Regions from separate parts of the Ovis aries genome. Here region 2 is linked to region 1. A link is a contact called in public Hi-C data. All regions are on one chromosome and are shown on one strand. Each heading gives the region's core, a stretch centred on a gene start, on an enhancer-like site or on the middle of the called end of the contact. The rest is flanking DNA. Distances are from core to core; before and after follow the strand shown. Region 1 overlaps PC (pyruvate carboxylase). Region 2 overlaps SYT12 (synaptotagmin 12).

Evidence for each region. Hi-C and Micro-C count contacts between places; a contact is called where the count stands out from the background.
Region 2: a Hi-C map of liver shows a contact between it and region 1, with 2.8 times the contacts expected there. The contact joins two enhancer-like sites. A contact is called at or near these places in 3 of 16 Hi-C or Micro-C datasets (liver, skin fibroblasts and tail adipose tissue).

The regions. Positions count from the first base shown.
Region 1 is chr21:41,364,678-41,370,102 of ARS-UI_Ramb_v3.0, forward strand. All of the region lies in intron 2 of PC (pyruvate carboxylase), which reads right to left. Among named protein-coding and RNA genes, the nearest start is that of PC, 6.6 kb to the right of the region's middle. Within about 2 kb of position 2,949, at least 22 of the 54 cell types and tissues checked have an H3K27ac peak or open chromatin away from gene starts, as enhancers often do. A contact at or near this core is called in liver, where this site is marked.
Region 2 is chr21:41,441,424-41,446,848 of ARS-UI_Ramb_v3.0, forward strand. SYT12 (synaptotagmin 12) reads left to right here. Exons shown (of 8, transcript XM_027959601.3): 8 at 1-155. Among named protein-coding and RNA genes, the nearest start is that of RHOD, 3.8 kb to the right of the region's middle. Within about 2 kb of position 2,933, at least 6 of the 54 cell types and tissues checked have an H3K27ac peak or open chromatin away from gene starts, as enhancers often do. A contact at or near this core is called in liver, where this site is marked.

The sequences.
Region 1 (5,425 bases), core at 1,699-4,198:
TTGTACATGCCATTCTTTCTTGTTTTTACATGCCTCATAATTTTTTGTTGAAAACAAGATTCAGCCATTTTTCTTGAATAAACGCACCTAGGGTTGCTGCAAGCCTTTGGTTAATTTACAGACTTCTGAACAAGTTGTTTTTGCCAGTTTTCTTTTCTTATACAGAGGAGTATCCTTCAGAAGTCCTTATTACACCATTCTGCAGGAATCTAAATCTCACATGGCATTTAAAAAGAGGTTTTCATCCCCCTAAACAATTTTGTGAAATATACATGGGGTAAAAGAATGCTGATACTTAAATACTCTGTACTTGACCTTAACCTCCAAATAGTGTTATAAATGCCACACTGCTCTAAATTTTTCAAAACTCTGATTTAAAAGACACAGCAAAATTTTTTAAACACACAATTTTATAATCCCAGCATCCAGAAAAAAAAAACTGGAATAACATTTCCAAAGAACAAATGAGGTGTTAGCATTCCCAGATAACCAAAATTAAGGTGCTTTACACCTTGTTTTACCTTTCTCGAGTAAAAGCGTCATGGCTCTCGTTCTGTGGGAACAGATCAGAGCCACAGTTTGATAAGGTATGTGGGCTATTTTTAAAGCTGCACTGTATGAGGCAATAAAAGATTACATATGTTGCAATCCTTTTCTCATGTACATTTTAGTGGCTTCACTTTTTTTAAAAGAGTTACTTATTTCCTTCATCCATGGGCTGCGCTGGGTCTCCATTGCTGCACCCGGGCTTTCTCTAGTTGTGCAGGGCAAGGGCTGCTCCCTAGTGGGAGCAGTGGGTGGGCTTCTCACTGGGGCAGGCTCCATGGCTGTGGCACACAGGCTTAACTGCTCCATAGCATGTGGAGTCTTCCCAGACCAGGGATTGAACTGGTGTCCCTTGTCACCTGCAGGCAGATTCTTGATCTCTGAGCCACCAGGGAAGCCCTTAAAGAATTTTTTTTTTTTTGGCTGCATGGCAGGTTGGATCTTCATTCCCCAACCAGGGTTTGAACCTGCAACCCCTGCATTGGAAGTGTAGTATCTTAACCACTGGACCACCAGGGAAGTACCGGTTTCACATTTCTTTTTGCCATAAAAATGCTGGTCCAAACAGCCAAGTATGTTTGTGTACGTGTCCCATTATACCTTAGCTGACATTTTTAGAGCTGAAATTGCCATGTCAAATGTCTGTTTTTAAGGCTTAGGTTTCAACTATCCTCTGCCACTTAATGCCCTGCCCTGTAGCGTAGCACATTTTCCTCTCTTAAGTTGGAATTTTACTGTTTAAAATCAGTATTAACAGATGACAAGTAAGCATATGAAAAGATGCTCAACATCATTAGTCACCAGAGAAATTCAAATTGAAACCACCATGAGATACTACTACATACCTTTTAAAATGGCTAAAATGAAAAACACTGACCATCTCCAGAGTTGGTGAGGATGGAGGGACCAGCTCACTCGCTGCAGGTAGGAATGTAAAATGACACAAGCACTTTGGAAAATGGCTCAGCAGTTTAAGTTAAACACACACTTACCATACAGCCACTTCACTCCTATGCCTGTGCCCAAGAGAAAGGAAGTATATGACCATACAAAGACTTGTACACAGCGGGTCAGAGCAGCTTTATTTAAAATTGCCAAAAACTGGAAACAACTTAAATGACCAACAACAGGTGAACAGACAAATCGTGGGCTATCCACTAACGGGATATTACTCAGCCATTGAAAGAACTGTTGATACATGCAACACGGGCAAACCTCAAAATAATTCTGCTGAGTGAATGAAGCCAGACAAAAAAGGAATATATACGATACGAGTTCACTTACATAATATTCCAGAAAGTGCCAACTAACTTATAATAACAGAAAGCAGTTAGTGATTACTTGGAGATGGGGGAAGCAGAGAAGAGTGAGTGGGAGGGATAACCAAGGGACACTTTTGGACAATCACTATCTTAACTGTGCTCATGATTTCACAAGAGTATGCATATGTCAAAATATAAATCGTACACTTCAAATACGTGCAATTTTTATGTTAAAAATATCTTGATCAAGCTGTGTAAAAAAGAGAAGATAAAACAGTATAGGAATGTATAAGAAAATTTAAGAGTCGGTTTATTAGATTTACAGGACTACGGAAGATTTTGTTAATCAGAAAACTGCAGTAACTGAAGGAAGCTGAATATAATTCATAAACTCAATTTAAAATCTTCATATGAGTTAAGATTGCAAATGGATCAAGTGTTAATCCAAATGATTAATCATTAAAATGTTAAAGTGTTAATCATTAAAATGATTGTGAACATTTCCTAGAATCACAAATAGAACAGAAAGATTTGTAGGCTACACTTAAAAGTTAGATGTAAAAGACTGGCCCTTAAAGGAAGAATGAGATTTTTGAGTCTGTGACTTAAACAAACTGAAACTCAATTTTTCAACCAAAGTTACTTCTGAAAAATCTTTGCATTACACAGAAATCCAGGGTAAGGGGATAAAAAAAATCTCACCCCAAAACTCAACAAGTCACTTAGTCTCTCCAAACCTCAGTTTCCTCATTCATGAGAGGAATGTTTTCCAGGATAGAGAATCTACTTGTTATGAATGATTTGAGATTAATAAATTTTGCATTGGTAAAACAGCACGTTAGAAAAAGCACTCAGAGAAGCATACAGTGATGGGCAAATCGAAAAGATTAGCAACACAGATCGCAGTCTGTAGTAACTGCAGCCAGACCCTGGGCTGACCAGTGACAGGCGTTGCAAAGGTGACGTACACCTCCTCCGAGACAAACCATGACTCAGCACAGCCAGACCGTGGAATTTTCCCCAGGCTGTCAGGAATTTTCAGCCAGGATGTCAATAAGGAGAGGAGCTGCGGCATGTGGCATCTGGCCCCACTGCAACACACAGCTGGTGGAAATGTACTTGAAGCAGCCCCACCCTCCCCCTGGCCTGCCGGCAAATCAGGATGAGTGGGTGAGGAATGGCAGCAATGTGGCAAGTTGAGATGACCAGGAATTATGCCTTCTGGCATTAAAAAAAAAAAAAAAAAGCTACATCCACCTTCCTCCAGGATCACCAAGGAGATGGAGAGGAGGACAGGGGAGGGCAGGAAGCTTCAGTGGCAGAGTCTTAGTTACGGTAACTAAGCAAAGCTCTGGGGACTCAGGAAGGATGCAGGAACTGAGAAGCCAAGCAAGCTTGAACAAATCAGATGATCAGGGAGAAGAAGGCCCTTCCTGGCGACTAACTTTCCTCTCCAACGGATGGATTTGGGGAAGACACATGATAAAACATGACACTCTGGTAGGGGTTGGGAAGGGGAGGAAAGGGGTCAGAATCTTGGATTTTGCTCATTAGCTTCCTCGGGGCCCCAGTTTCTCAGTTTCAGAAGGGAGGTGGTTTGGGACCGTCACCCAACTGCCCCTCTTCTCCTCACAGGGATGCCAGTAAGAGTGGCAACATTCAACTCTGTCAGCCAAGACGGGAGGCTGAGAGCAGAGAGGATAGGCCAGTGGAAGTTTGTGGAGGGTGGAGTCTGTCAAAGGCCCAGGGGCATTTCCACTCATACCGTCTGCCTGTACGCTCGGCCAGCTTTCCCAAGCAAATGCCATCTCAGGGTGAAAAACAGCCACTGTGCTGGCCCACAACCTAGGACATGTGAGGACATGGGAAAATCTCAGGATGGAGAACAGCTCATGGGTCTTGAAGGGTCATCTGAGAAAAATCCCCGGGCTAAGGAATCCCCGCGCTGAGCACTGGCCTGAGCTCTGGGCAATGCGGTCCCTGAGCCAGGAACCTGGCTGTGAAACAGGGGCAGCGGCTGGCCGGGCTCTGGGTGGAGCGGGGAGGCATATCAGCGTCTGAATGCAGGCAGGCGGCTGCACGGAGCCAGGACCATGCCCGGCCAGGGCGCCCTCTCAGACCATCAGGGGCGCCCCCGCGGAATTCAGGCTGAGGAGAGGAGCCAGGGTCGGTGCAATCAGTGGCGTTTCCTGCGGGAGGGGCAACCTCAAGAGCAGGAGGCTGTCCAGGGCCATGCTGCCACATGGAGGGCCACCGGGGGAAGAGGGGCAAGTCTACTGCCCCTGCCTGCATCATTTTGGGGACACGCATCCGGTGCTGTTTCAGCCAACAGACAGAGCCACCCCCTGTGCTAGGTTGCAGCCTCCCCAGGTCCCTCCGCTCAGCTGCCTGCCCTCCACACGGACTGGAAGGGGTCTCCTCAGAGGCTGCCTGGCCCTACAGGGGGCCTTCCTGAGGTCCTGAGGAGCCACACCCCTTTCCCCCTGACAGGCCTCCCAAGCCACACCCTTCCAAAGTTGGGCCTCCTGCTGAGGCGGGCTAGCTGCCAACTGGGGCCAGCAGGGAGCGACACCACGGTCTTGTGAAAACCAAGAGCGCTGGGAACAGACAAAGACTGCTTATAGTTTCCAAAAATCGGACTGCTTGGCCTTTTTTATTGATTGAGCTTGATCACTGACACACCAGGGCTGCTAAAATCTACAGCAGCTGCTCCTGGAGACGACCCACGCATATCCCACTGACCTGGATCCAGGCACAGGACTTACCCTCAGTGTTTTGTCGGCTCTCGGGAGGTAGGCACTATCTAAATAAAAGAAGAAGACAGTGTTACCCCATTTCTCTCCAAGTGCTCCCCAGAGAACCCAGGAGAGACAGGAGCACACACTTAGAACCCAGAGCAGACCTGCTGTGGCTCCGCACCTCCCCAGGCCCGCCCCCTGATCTCAGGGAGGGGTACCTGGGGGCGGGCGGGGTTGGGGGGAACACCAGGCCACACAGGGCTGAGAGCACCCGCACTCTGCCGTCCAACTGCCTGGGCTCCACTGCTTGGCCACCCACTCCCAGGACCACTCAAGGCTTGTCTCCTCCTCCGTGAAATGGAAGTGACACCTCCACCAGGTCGGAGGGTTGCTGAGGAGGCCATACATGCTCCAAGAGCTGGCACCCCGCCTGGTACAGAGGACATGCTCAGACCTTAGCCAATGGGCCCAGTAAGAAGCATTTAAGTAAAGCTCTTTTCTGGCACCCCCTACACAAGAACAAGAAGTTCTAGAAACTTCTCTTCTTTGATCTGAAGTGCCTGGTCCTCCTGCCCACTCCATCTAGCCCCAGGCCTATCTTCTCTGCAGAGCCTTCTCTAATCCTTAGGTGCTGCCTCCTGTCCGGTTCTCTGAGCCTGGTTCCTGTCTCTCTCTGCAACCTGACCCACAAACGAAGAAGCTATCCCGTCTCCTATTTCACTGACTACGTCCTCAGATCCTTTCCTGCAGACAGCAGCACCCCTCCCCCGCCCACTCCACACACCCTGTGTTTGGGCCCATGGGAGCCCAGACAGTGGCTCCTGACCACTTTCTGGAGTTTACAGACTGACCACTTGATTTTGAATGACCACACCTGCC
Region 2 (5,425 bases), core at 1,683-4,182, 77 kb after region 1:
CCCTCCGCCCCCTCCCTAACTGCATGAAATGCTGACTCTGCACCTGGATGGGCATGGTGGGGACCAAGTATGTTGACTGGAACGATTCTAGAACCAAAATAAAGCTGGGGCAGGAAGAAGGGGGCTGCCAGGGAGCCCCACTTGCCCCAAATCACCTTTGTCTCCGGAAATCAGGCACTCGGGCCTCCGTGAGGGTTGCTGTGAGCACGCCTTCCCCTGCTGCTTGGACACCAGAGGGGCAGGAGGCGCCCCCATGGGGAGACCATCCCCAGGACCAATGCCCTCAGACTGGCAGGGAGGCTCTGAGAAGGGGCCCCGCCTGGCCACCTGGCTGGGAGAATGGCTGTTAGGAGTCTCAAGGAAGGCCACTGAGGAGTGTCGCTAAGCTGTCTCAGCAAGATCAAGCCAGAAAGCACAAGTCCCTCAGGGTAAGAGGGACAAGTCACTCAGTCATGTCTGACTCTTTGAGACCCCATGGACTGTAGCCTGCCAGGCTCCTCTGTCCACGGGATTCTCCAGACAAGGATACTGGAGTGGGTTGCCATTTTCTTCTCCAGAGGATCTTCCCGACCCAGGGATCGAACCTGCATCTCTTATGTCTCCTGCACTGGGCGGCGAGTTCTTCTTTACCACCAGCACCACCTGGCAAGAGAGATAAGGCCAAACAAAGGTGGATAAGACCTAAAGAGCCTTCCTGGTAGTAGAAACAACATGTGGAAAAGGGCAGGAGTGGAAAAACCTTGGTCAACTTATCAGCCTTGCTAAGAGCCAACTCAAGGAGAATGGGGAGAAGGGAACCAGAGGAAGGGCTTGGAGGGGAGATGAGCCGGGTGCGTTCATGAGCGCTGGTGCCTGGCTTGCAACCCTGCAGACTTAAGAGGCAGGTACTGTTCCAGTCTGCTGCTTTTTTTTTTTTGGCAGATGTGGAAACTGAAACTCAGAGAGGTTAGGTAACTAGCCCAAGGTCACACAGCCAGAGCATCTCAGAGCTGGGGTTCGAGCTCAAGCTTTCTGGCTCTTGAGCTTAGGACTCAACTACTAAACTACACTGCCTCCTTCCCCAGTTTCTCGAGGGCGGGGTTGAGGGACAGCAGAGATGCCCCTCCGGATCCCAGGCTGCTCTGGTTTTCCCCTCTCCTGTCCTGGAAGATCACAGCAAACATGGGAGAAGGAGAATCTGAGCCAGGGAGCAGAAGGGGGGCATGGGGGGAGGGTTCCCAGGAGGCCTGCCCACCTCAGGGCCTAAGTGAAGAGCTTCTGTAGAATTCCTGCGCCCCCCCGTCCCCCTATGCCCAGTAGACAGTGGTAACCAGTGAAAGAGGCCCTGCAGGAGCCCAGAAAGAGTGAAATCAGGGAAGACTTCCTGGAGGAGACGGCAGAGTGGGAAGGACTGAGTACGTGGAGGAGGGAGAGAGCCTCATGGCAGGGAAACCACCTGCGCAGGCGTCTGGGGAGCCAGACGGCTAGCTGGGGCTGGAAAGGCCAGGTGGGGCTGAGATGGGGAGGCTTCCTGTCCAGGGTGAGTCTGAACGTCCTTGACCGGCTGGCAGTGAGGTCCTGGGCGGGAGCGGGGCAGAGGGAGGGAGACCTGGGGCAGATGGCACCCTAAGCAGCTTTGGGAGTCATGACGAGGAACGTCAGTGAGCCCCACTCTCGGTCAGTGAGGAGCAGCCCCGCCGCTTCTAGGTTTTAGGGTCATTCAGCAGGGCCCAAACCACGGTCCTCCCATCTCTTCCCGCCCCTTCCTCCCCTTCTACCCCACCTTTCCCTGCTCCTCCAGCCCCAGGCCTCAAGGGTGCCAAGCCCCCTCTGTCGGAGCCCTCGGGAATAGGGCGAGCCCCACCCAAGAGGCCAGGTGTGGAGGTCACTGTCCTGACGGCGGCAGTGGGGGGCCAGGCCTGCACGTGGGAGGGGCGGGAGGAGCCACGGCAGCAGCCACGGGTGACAGCGGCTCAGACCCTCCCTTCCTCTCTCCGCCTTGTCGCCTACGCCTGCAGACACCTGAAGGGACAGACCAAAAAACCAAATGGACACTCGGGCTGGGCCACAGGGCTGCCTCACTCTCCACCCCCTCCCACCGCACTATCAACCATCCCGTCCCAGCCAGAGGAATCAGTAATAGCGAAGCAGGGATGAGAGGCCTGTGCCTCCAGCCCTGAGCTCCAGTTAAATGGCGACCAGAATTGCGTGGGTCTGGGGAGGCCAGACAGAAGGAAACTTGGGACAAGAAGCCCTTCTGGGTTCCACATGCCACAGACTGAGTCTGCGGCTTACTTGTTGTGAGACAAATTCCTTCCCCTCAAGAGCCTCAATTTCCCTATCTGAAGAATGGGCATATTGGTCAAGAAGGTCTCTGAAGGCACCCGCACCCCTACATACCAGTTGTGGGATCTTGGGCAAATTATCTGTCCCCTTTGGACCTCAGTTTCCTCATTCATCAAAGAAGGCTAGGAATTAAACACACTTCATAGGAATTCTCCAGGCCAGAATACTGGAGTGGGTAGCCTTTCCCTTCTCCAGGGGATCTTCCCAACCCAGGGATCAAATCCCGGTCTCCTGCACTGCAGGAGGATTCTTTCTCAGCTGAGCCACATAGGAAGCTCATGAAATGCCACATGTCAAGTGTCTGGCACACAGTGGGTGCTCAGCAAACGTGAGGCCAAGGCTTTGGGTAGAGGGCTTCTGGAGCTCTGAGATCTGGTGTTTGGGATGAAAAGGAGTGGGGGGGGGGTACACTGGGAGGTTTGAAGAGCAAAGCGTCTGTGTCCCCTGCCAAGACATCCCAAAGGGCAGGACGCAGGACCAGGCTTCTGAAATTCCACCTCCTCTGGCACCCACTCCAGGTGCCTCCCCCCGCACCATGAACGCCCCACACCGCAAGCCAGGAACACCAAGTAGAGGCCGTAGCCCTGCGTATTGACGGTGCAGGGAGCAAAGTGGCCACACGAGGGCAGCAGAGACTCGGCCCCGACAGCAGGGAGTTTCCGGCCTCACTGAGGATGGGGGTGGACCGTCAGAAAATGGGGCAGATGGGCCAGGGCCATGGGGGGTCCTTGGAGCAGATGGGGGCCCGAGGGTAGTCACCTGTCTGCTGACCTCACGCTCAGGTCATGTTCTGAATTCATTCAGCCAAGCAACTGTTGTTCCTTCATCTATGTCTTCGGTTTACTCTTTTGAGTCGGCCCACCTTCCTTTCTTTGTCTCTCCCTCGCCTTCACCTGCCTTCCTTTTCCCTGTTTGTCCAGCCAGTCAACTGGACATAACATCCTGAGCCACGGCTAGGTTCCAGCCTGGGGCAGGACTCCCATCTAGAGGACAGAGGTGGGTGGGCCTCCGTCCCTGCCACTGAGGGGCTCAGGGCTCGGCCGGGGGGCGGGAGAGCCTGCCTGGCAATTACATTTGAAGGAAGGACTTCCGCCTCAGGCCAAGGACCTGGGGTCTGCAGGGCAGTGACCCGCTGAGCAGGGTGCTGGAGGACTCTGGGCCTGGGACGGCTGGGGCCTCAAACGGCTGCGTCACCCACAAGCTGGTGGTGAACAGCAGCCACAGAAAACTGTAAAACAGCCAATAGTACGCTGGTCAGGCCAACTGTGACCCCGGGCCACCTCTTCATCCAAAACAACCCCCGAGAAAACAGCACCATCCTGGGCCCGGCAATGTCTGAGATTTGGGGAAATTCCCTGGCAGCAGGGCAGACTCTGGCCAGTGACTAAATCTCCCTCTGGCAGAAGCAGCACAGAGTGAGAGTGAGGCTGGGTTTAACGTCAGGGGACGTGGGTTGAAATCTCGGCTCAGGAGCGTGCTAGCCTGACACAAGCCATTGCCTCTCTCTGAGTTTCAGTTCCCAGATCTGCAGAATGGGGGAATCCGATCCCTCACTCTGCCCAGCTCACAGTCTGAGCACTAGAGGAAGTAATGCATACGAGGTATGATGCTGGGAGAAAGAAAGCCTGGCTCTGCAGTCAGAACCGGGTTCCACTTACAGCCCTGCCTCGTGCTGGCTGTGGATCTTAGACAAGAACTTAAACCTCTTTGGGCCTCAAGTGCCCCATCTGTACAATGGGGCTAACACTCCCAACCTGCTAGGGGACAGAAGGGCCTCCACACGGTTGGCAGTCCATTGATGGGCGCTGTTACTATTAGGAAACGTTCAGTGAAACTCTAAAGCATGACACACACACATCAAGAGTGTCATTAGAGTGATTATCCCCGTAGCAACCAGGGCCAAACACCTCTGCCTGACTCTTAGCTCCCTCCACCCCTAGTCTGGCCCCACCTGCCTCCCAGCCTTGCCACCCAACGCCTGATGACAGCAGTCATCGGGAGCCTAGGGGATGACGAGGCCGACAGCTGATTGCTGGGGGTGGGGTTCCTCCCCACCACTCCTTGGGGCGGAGAGCCCTGATCAGTGGCTACACACCCAGTCCGGTGCCAAGTCACTGCCCAGCCCTTTGGCAGTTTCGAGGAGGAAAGGGCAGCTGACGGGTGGGAGGGGATGTCCTGGGGTGCTCCCTCCATCCAGGTGAGGCTTCATTCGGCCTGCTGACCATGGCCCTGGCTGAGCCTGGAACAGGAGTCAGCGGCCTGGACTCTGCCGCTCAGCAGAGGGGCGGGGACTCTTGTCCTAGCTGCCTCTTTGGGCCACAGTGAAATTTAAGGGGGCTGAGAGTGGTTTTTCACCTCTTGGCTTTGAACTGCGTGAGGAATGATGTCATGACCTGTGTGGGGGGAGGTGAAAAACCCCAAGACTCCCGCCCTCTGTTTCTCTGAGCTTCAGTGAAAACAGTCCATGAACTGGGGGCGGCCTTTGTTCCCTTCTTATAAACACACATTTCAATTCTGGCTGCTGATGGGAGTAGCAGGCCTTCCCAGATGTCACTAGAGGTAAAGAATCTACCTGCCAATCCAGGAGACGACGCAGGTTGGATTCCTGGGTCAGAAAGTTCCCCCGGAGGAGGAAAATGGCAACCCACGCCAGTATTCTTGCCTGAAAAATTCCATAGACAGAGGAGCCTGGCGGGCCACAGTCCATGAGTTCACAAAGAGCTGGACACGATTGAGTGAGTGAGCACACATAACTGGAGTAGGAGGTCAGGTGACAGTGAGTTTCCAGTTCAATTCTGCATTAATTCCTGGCACCCAAAGTGCTCCACTATCCAGGCCCCAGTTAATCCTCAAATTCACCCCCAGGACCAGCTCCCTAATCCAACCTCACCCATCATCAGAGGGAAGAACTGCAGCACCCCTCCCCCCACACTGCAAACAACCCCCACACACACACCTCTATACCTTACACATGCTGTCCCCTCAGTTTGGAACCCTCTTCTCTTCCCCCATCTAACTGTGTTTCACTTTTTCCTCAAGACTCTGGCCGCTCTCTCTAACCACCCCCAGCCTGAGTGCGGGGCCCCTCTTCCTGACTCCC